Linked DNA regions of Anas platyrhynchos: region 2 is linked to region 1. The links are chromatin contacts, called in public Hi-C maps. All regions are on one chromosome and are shown on one strand. Each heading gives the region's core, a stretch centred on a gene start, on an enhancer-like site or on the middle of the called end of the contact. The rest is flanking DNA. Distances are from core to core; before and after follow the strand shown.

The links. Hi-C and Micro-C count contacts between places; a contact is called where the count stands out from the background.
Region 2: a Hi-C map of subcutaneous adipose tissue shows a contact between it and region 1, with 4 times the contacts expected there. The contact joins the promoter of SH3PXD2A here to the enhancer-like site in region 1. A contact is called at or near these places in 5 of 8 Hi-C or Micro-C datasets (F1 follicle, liver, skeletal muscle and 1 more).

What each region holds. Positions count from the first base shown.
Region 1 is chr6:28,809,441-28,813,311 of IASCAAS_PekinDuck_T2T, forward strand. The region is part of intron 5 of SH3PXD2A (SH3 and PX domains 2A); the gene reads right to left. Among named protein-coding and RNA genes, the nearest start is that of SH3PXD2A, 120 kb to the right of the region's middle. Within about 2 kb of position 1,566, at least 1 of the 8 cell types and tissues checked has an H3K27ac peak or open chromatin away from gene starts, as enhancers often do. A contact at or near this core is called in subcutaneous adipose tissue, where this site is marked.
Region 2 is chr6:28,929,993-28,934,088 of IASCAAS_PekinDuck_T2T, forward strand. SH3PXD2A (SH3 and PX domains 2A) reads right to left here and starts at 1,599. Exons shown (of 15, transcript XM_072039762.1): 1 at 1,458-1,599.

The sequences.
Region 1 (3,871 bases), core at 316-2,815:
GATCTTCTTTCCAGACTGCTACGCTCAGCTTACGCTCTGCTCAGCCAGTCCCTCTAAGCGATCTAACAACCTCCTCGCAGCTCTTACTCCGTGCTCTCCTCCTCCAACCAAACAGCTCCAGGAGCTGCTCACCACCTCGGGTTTTCCCTGCACAAAACAGCCCTCGTGTCCTTCCAGCCGGCTTAATCTATTTTCTGTATCAGGTGCAAATAAATAAAATAAAAAAAGGAAGGAAAAGAAGAAAAGCAAAGGTTTGTTAGAGAAACCGGGAGGGTTACGGACACACACAGCAGATTTCTTCCCTACTGGAGGGTGCAGCAGCAGGAAAAAGGTGCAGGTACAAGTGCAACCGAGGGGGAATCCTCCCCCACATAAAACTACAGTGCACAAAACCCAACCAGGACTGATGTTTGCATGTCAATTACTTTTCTGTAATTGAAAGCACTTGTTTTAGCTAAGGAAGTGCTGGAGACCAACAAGGCAGGCAGAGGAATCTCCTGTGTAAAAGATATCAGCTCCCAGCCACGCTGTGGTCTGCAAGCCATTCAATAGTAACGCCATGGAAGATGGCCTGCAACTTTTTCAGCAAAGAGCTCAATAACCTTAAAAAGCATAAATCGAGACTGCTAAAATTGGCAGATGATTTGATAGGAAGAAAATGCTTTTTGGGGACTGCTTTGTGCCTGCCAAACTCACCCAGACACAGATCCACATATGGATTTCTAACCTATCCAGGTTTCAGGGGTGATTACAGCAGAGACTGTGGTATGAACCATGCCAGATGTATTATTTTGGGAGAGCTGATGCATTAGAGGTAGACAATGAAAAGCTCAGAGGTTATTTGGTCTGTGAGTTACCCCACCTCCATAGTTCCCAGGTATTCAGCTCTGGGGGTTTTGGCACAGGAAAAGGAGGCTTGAAATTCAGATCCTGAGCTGGCTTCAAACTTTGCTGAAAGTCTGGAGGTGTTCAGAGCTGGGATTTTGACTAGTAGCTCCCAAAAGAGGCCGGTAATTTCTCGGGGTGAGGCGGCGAGGAATGGAAGGAACCGGTGTTATTTCACTTTGCTCGAAATGCAGCACAACCATCTGTGCAGCCTCTACACCACGGGGCCTTGAAGGAGCCACAAAACAGCCTGACTGTAAAGCCAGTCGCTGAGAAACAGTACCTGCCGGCTGACACAGCCTGCTGGTACGCCTCAAACCCCTGGAAGCAATGCCTCCTGGCAGCTGCTTTCTGTCTGCGATGCGTCGGCCCCATCACGTCCCCGCTAGGGCCTTTTACTGCCGCGCTCAGCCGCTCACCAAGAAGGCATCAGGAGGAGCAACGGGCTACAAACAGCAACACCGAGCGATCAGGAGCTCCGCAAAGCTGCTTGTAAATCTACGAAAAGTGGCGTGTTTCCATAATAAACAATCCCTTATCGCGTCGCTCCGTTCCCACTTAGCGGGCTGCTGGGAGAAGGGAAGAAAGAGGCCGGTTTGCGGGGTGCTGCATCCGAGAAGATCCAAGCAGGCAGCCTGCGATGGTCTGCTCCCTCTGCTGGCTGCATCTCCTGCGCCCTGCGCTGTCTGGGTGCTGCTGGAGGCGATGCTGCTCACTCTGCTGGAGGCCAGGCACCAGTAATTCCTCCCTGTGCTGTGCTGCAACAGCTGTGCAGGCACCGCTCTGCCGGGCTTTACACGGATAAAGAATAAAGGAGACAGCCCCAAGTGAGAGATGAGGGCTACGTGGCACAGCGCAGAGCTGTGAAGAAACAGCCTCCAGCTGGGACGGAGAGGGCCCTGCCGCCACTGCCGTGAGATGTGGCTGATTGCAGTGCTGCGGGGATGGGAAGCGCTCCAGGAACAAAAGCTGCAGTTCTGTTACATGCAACACTTTTGTTTCCTTTGCTCTGACTTCTTTTGCCAGCATCTGGACACGCAGAGCTGTGTAACTGCACAACGCCACCCACAAGGCCTGCTGGTGATGAATTCGGCTCACTGTGCCTGATGGTGCCACAGCAGAAGTGGCAATGCAGGAAAATGCAAACCTCTGTGAATACATCCAGCAGGCAGAACCAGCGATGGAGAAGTGCTTACGTATGTCCATGTATTTCATGTTTGTAAAATAGGCATTTCCAAAGCTTCATCTTGATGGCGTTACCCTGCCGCCAGCAGTACTTTGGAAAATTTGACAGGAGAAAGCCCAGACTCACCGTGTTGCCCATCAGCCACAGGCATCCTCCATGGGGAGCTGAGCTGAGAGCTGAAGCACAGAGTTAGCCACGGACAAAGACGAAGCAGCTCAGAAAAAAAGAGTAATATCACTCTGAACCCCTTTCCCCCACCTCACCCCAGAAGACCTGTGCCTGTGTGGCCCCATCTGGCGAGGCTCCCACTGAGCTGCCCACACCGAGCCCCTGCCCATGGATGGCACGGGGCAGCTCACACCTCTGTTAAACAGCCTGCTTCCTGGTAATTAAATCCCGAAGGCTAACAAGCTCCAAAAGTCTAATTCCAGGCTTATTTTTCCTAAGTCGCTTTTGATATAATGGGGGCAAAGCAGCCCACGTATCTTTTAAAGTATCGGGCAATTTAATTTCTTGCTTCTCTGCCAATCTCTAACTAGGCATAGCCCTTTTGATGTCTTGCCCTGTGTTTTGAAAGGATGTGGCAATCGTGACAGTTTAGAAATGTGCACGCAATTATTAATGCTAATACAATTAACAGGGAAAGGCTCACACTTGGATCACAAACCCAGCCCCCTTCCAACCCCAGCCCTCCTCGCAGGCTTCCAAGTAAATAGGTCAGATAGCAGCACAGAACCCCAGATAAAGAAAGCTGATGTTTACACCGAAAAACAGACTGAGAGAATTCCCCAGAAAGCCCTGAGGGTTGGATTTCACGTAGGGTAACCTGAGGCAAAGTTGGCCCTGGGATGAAGGATCAAATGCCCTGAAAGGAAAAAGCCAGCCCCCAGGGACCAGCACCTTGAGCAGGCGGCTGTTACTGCAAAGGAAAGGGGGTTGTCAGCACTCTGTAAATACCACGGGCACAAAACCAGCACAGTTTCCCAGAAGAGAGGGAAAAGCCCACTTGGCCAAACCCAGAAACAATTAGGCCAGGCACGTCCCAGTCAAAGCTGGCACCGCAACAAGGGGAGCCCGTGCCACCAGCGGTGGCGGAGCTGGGAATGCTCAGCACTTCTGGGAACAAACCAGTGGACACAGATTTCATGGATTAGAGTAACTGGGCTGAGCCTGGTGCCTCTTCTCAGAAGCTTCAAAGAAATTGTTCTTCCCAGGCCCAGGAGACCAAAGGCAGCTGGCTCGAACCAGAGCCCGGTCAGCCCACAGCACCTGGGGCTGGGTCAGCGTTTCCATCGCTGGAGGCTGCTCCCAGCCTCTTCGCCTCCCCAGGTCCCGAGGTGCAGGTACGGGAAGGGGGCTCCTTGCCCAGGACACACAGCCCCGGCTCCTGCCCTGCAAGGATCTGCCCCAGACCTGCTGAGTGGTGGGAGGATGTGGGAAGGGCACAGACCCCGAGCTCCCAACAGCAGCTGGACATGGCTCTAAAACCACAGGAGCTTCTTCTTCGGGTTTTCAGTTCCTAACTGCAAATGGATTTTCCTCTTACAGCTTTTTACCAGCAGTTCAACCTCTGTGGCTTGTGAATTGCCCGGCTCTGGGCTGGTCAGAAGGCCTCATGCAATTGCAGAGCCTCCAAAGTCTCTTGATTCAATCAGGTTAAAGAGGTCCCGGGCCCCACTCCCCTTCCCCTGGGAGCTCCCATTCTTTCCTTTTCTTCAGTGCTTAAATCTTTATTCTGTGACTCTTCCGCTCTTGCGCCGAGCCTTTCATTTCACCCACAAAGAGCAATTTTCCTTCAGA
Region 2 (4,096 bases), core at 349-2,848, 120 kb after region 1:
TTTCATCTCTTTGTATATACATAGACACTGAAACAACCCTCACTCTCCCCTGGTCATACTTCAAGAAGAGCTCGCCCTAGAAATTTCACGGTGTTCTTACGCAGTAACGTGTCATTACTTTGCATATGATTACTCTGGAGGCAGTTACCTCAGTAAAGGGAGCTTTCATGTGATCTCCCAGCCAGCAGCTTGCTTTATGAATTTCATTAGCCATTCACCGAATGAACTGAAGTCACTAAGATCTCTGTTTCCTCCACTGACTGTAGCGTCTCCAGTCGCAGCCTGAACAGATTTTCCAGTAAGCTCCCTAAGCGCTGCTGACAGCTGCAGACCTGCAAGTCTGGGAGTGTGGAAAGGTCCCAGCTCTTGGCAAAACAAAGTCCCCTATTTACAGTGACAGAACGGTCAGTCTCAGTGGGATTTCACTATATGCTCTACAGGCGCATTTCCTGAATCACAACTTTTGTACTGCGTTATTAGCCCTTCAGGAACGATCATAAGATACGCTCTGGAATCACAAAGTCGCAGCTACCTAAGCCTGAAGGCTGATGTTTCAAAGTGAGGAAGTCCATAGCTGGCTTCCACAAGCAGGTTAAAAAAGCAAGGAAAAACATGAGCAACGCCACCATCATACAGCTACATGCTGCGTAATGCCTTCCTTCCAGCCTGCAGAGAGGAAGATGCTTGGACCCAGCCTCCTCCTCCCTCCTCAGCTGCTACACCCAGTCCACCAAAACTAGCGAGCTGATAGAACAAGATAAATTTCTGATGTACCATTTGAGACATGGAGCATATGCTAGACCAACTCTTAGTGTTGGGATAGGAGAGGAGAAGTATCCACCTCTATTGTCACTTTTTTCTTCCAGTGCACTCCCTTCTCTCCTCTTTGAAGGACATCCCACCTCTAACCCTCATGCATGACACAAGGCAGTATAGCAATTATTTACATTAGAAACCTGTACTGTTTAGACTGGCCAAGAAGTCCCTGGTGTGCAGAGCAAACAAAGAAAATTCTTCCCCGACAATGTAAATATTCAAATAACCCATTGATAAAAATATGCCCAGCATGATAAGTCTTCTGTGTCTCAGATGCCTCTTTCCTGTGAGCCATTATCAATATACATTACACACTTCATCCCCTTCTCCTATTATCCTATCCAAAAAAAAAGAATAAAAGTTCCCCCCATCATTAAAAACACTCAGGGTTTGTTTAAAATCAGCTTTCAAAACATTTCATTGCGAGGGAAAAAGAAAAAAATACATCATTCTCCAAACACTTTGCCCCATCCTTCCTGACATTCTTACTAGTCGGTATTTTTTTATGGATATTCTCATCTGTTCTTGCAAGGAAGGAGCTACTACTTTCAGGGATACCTTAATGATGCTTTGGGGTTTGTGCTCCCCTAGTGACTACCCTGTACTTTCACAGCATCAGGTCCCCTGTTCACCTTTCTCACCTTTCTTCCGTTCAAGGCAATTTAATTCTTTCTCCTCTGTTCCAGACAAGCTTCTCCAGCTGCAAAGCCTGCCCAGCCCTTGTCAGATCTGGCTTCTCTCCTGTTGTCTGCTGATTTTGCTCTCATTGTCACCTTCTGCTCTCCTTGTTTGCTTGCTGCATCCATCCATCTACATAGGAAAAAAAAATGTATGTTGCTAGGGGCATGGATTGTTCTGCTAAAATATGTACAACACCCAGTCTAGTGGGAGTCTGATCCCAGGCTATTGCAAGACTGGCAGAAAATAACCAAAACCCCTTATTATGCTGCAGGCTTGGGAAAATCGGCTCCTCTCTTAGGCAGCAGCTGGGAAAATGGAGCTGACACTGCCTGCCTGGCCCTTGTCCTGGAGAACCAGGCTTGGGCTGCTGGGGCTCAAGGAGAGAAAAACAGCACACAGTGAAAAGCACAGCAGGCTCGCTGGATGGCTGGGCCCATGTGCTGAAGAGCTGGTACCTGACTGGGACCATGAAAACACAGACGAAGGCATGGCAAATTTATAGGAAAATTACTAACTTTAAGTGTTTTTATCTTAAATCTCCTGATTTTTGTATTTCTTTCTTCAAGTCTCTCTTACCAAAGTCAAGTCACTGCATGGGAATATCACTACTAACAATCGCTTCAATTTTAATATGTATATTAATGTCAATATTAACAGCTGAGTTAATAATTCACCTTTAGACATTCATGATTCCAGTAAAATCCACCTCAGGAGCTCCCCAGGAAATTCAGACTTCTGAAGACTGAGATAAAACAGCTATTTGAAAAGCATTTTTCTACTGATTTGCTAGGTGAGTGCTGGGGCAAAGGATTTTCATTTTATTTTATATTTGACTGAACATGTAACCAGATTAGCCTCACGGACCTAATACAGCCACAGCCCAGCAACCTCAATTTCGCTCCAATTACAGAAAAAGCTGATGCATGACAGAGTGTGCGTGTGACGGTCTCAGAGCTGGAGCATGACTTGGGTTTTTATATTGCAAGAGAACTTTGTCATGCTGGCAATTTTTTTGTAAATAAGCATTAGAGTTGTAAATTGAAAACACTTGGATCATAAAAACAGTGAGAAAATAAAACAAGGGACAGGCTTTTCTGTGCTCCATTAAGGCTTAAGCATTTAATGCTTCTTATTAATTCGTGGCATATCACTGTTGATAAGTAACCACCCCCACCCCCCCAAATATCATCCAGCACAATGCAGCCTAACAACCTTTTCTGAGTGTCTCGAGTCGCTGTTCAAAGACATTTCCTTCCTGCTTCTGCTTTTCTATTTGTCAGGGCTGGGCAGCCAGGTCTGCCCTTGCGACAATCAAATGCTTTCCTGTCCCATTAAGTATGAGAAGCTCTAACGGTGCTCAGCACCTTGGGCGGAAGCAAAATGCCCCCTGAGCCCAGACTCCTGGGGGAAGAGGAGTGATTCGGTGCTGTGCATGACAGATTAGCCACACAACTCATTACTGGCAACTAGAGTTGCATGCATAATCTGCAAGACATGGTACTAGAGATGTGCCCCTTAGGGGTTTTTTGGCTCTGATGTGCAACAGCACAACACAGAGGCTTTGTTACACTCCCATCTCAGATTCTGTACTCACAAAACCTCAGTTTCTTAAAAGAGTTGCTTGCCATGCAGTTCTCCCACTTCAGGTTTTCAACATCCATGCCTTTTGATACGAGTGACAAGAATAGTAGAGCCTGTCTGGCATTCAAATCTCAAACTCTGAAAACACAAAGCATGATGCAATCTTTTTTTTCTTTTTTCTTTTTTTCCCCCCAAGTGAGCTGCATCTCATTTTCTTGGGAAATTACTGCTCTTCAAATTAAGTTCACTCTTGCGATAAATATGCCCAGCTAATGTGGTAGAGGGAGCTGAGGAACCCAGCTGCAGTCCTGGCTGAGCAGCCCTGTAAACTCAGTAGCGTGCCCCTTCCCCTCCCAGCCTCTGCAGCAGAGCATGCTGCTTTATCAGCCCATGTGCAGCCTAGTATAACCGAGAAAGCAAAATAAATATTCTCTCTACTAGCAGCGTACGTGCTTTCCCAATGGCTAACAGCTTTTTCTTACACTATAAGAGCTGCTTTACCCTCTCTACTTAAATTATGGATTATACTTTTCCTGAGGCAGCTTTCCTAGAATTTAACCTGTCCATAACTAACGTTATCTTTCAGTCCTCCCTTACGGGAGTGATGGATGAAAGACTTCAACAGCAGGAGCTGCATCACACGCTCTGCTTAGGGTAGTAGCAGCAGCCGGCAGACTGTTTTTCATCGACATACACCTTGTACTTTTCCATTGTTATGAAGGTTTTGTAGATATCTGATGACACGGTTAAAACAAATAAAATAAAGCAAGCCCAAGCCATGCTTTTCTTATGTCTTACATAAACATCAGGCTTACATTTGTGGCAGCTGAAGTTTTTCAAACTGATCACAGGTTTGGATTGGGGTTCCCCAGGCTAATTCCCAGATGCTGTCCCTGACTTCAGTTGTTCTCACTGTTCTCAAGAGGACATTTCAGTGCCGTCTTCTGCCTCATGCTGCAAAAAACTTGGCAACCTGTTGTTGAAAATGCAGGTTTGTTACGACTGAATTAGAACTAGG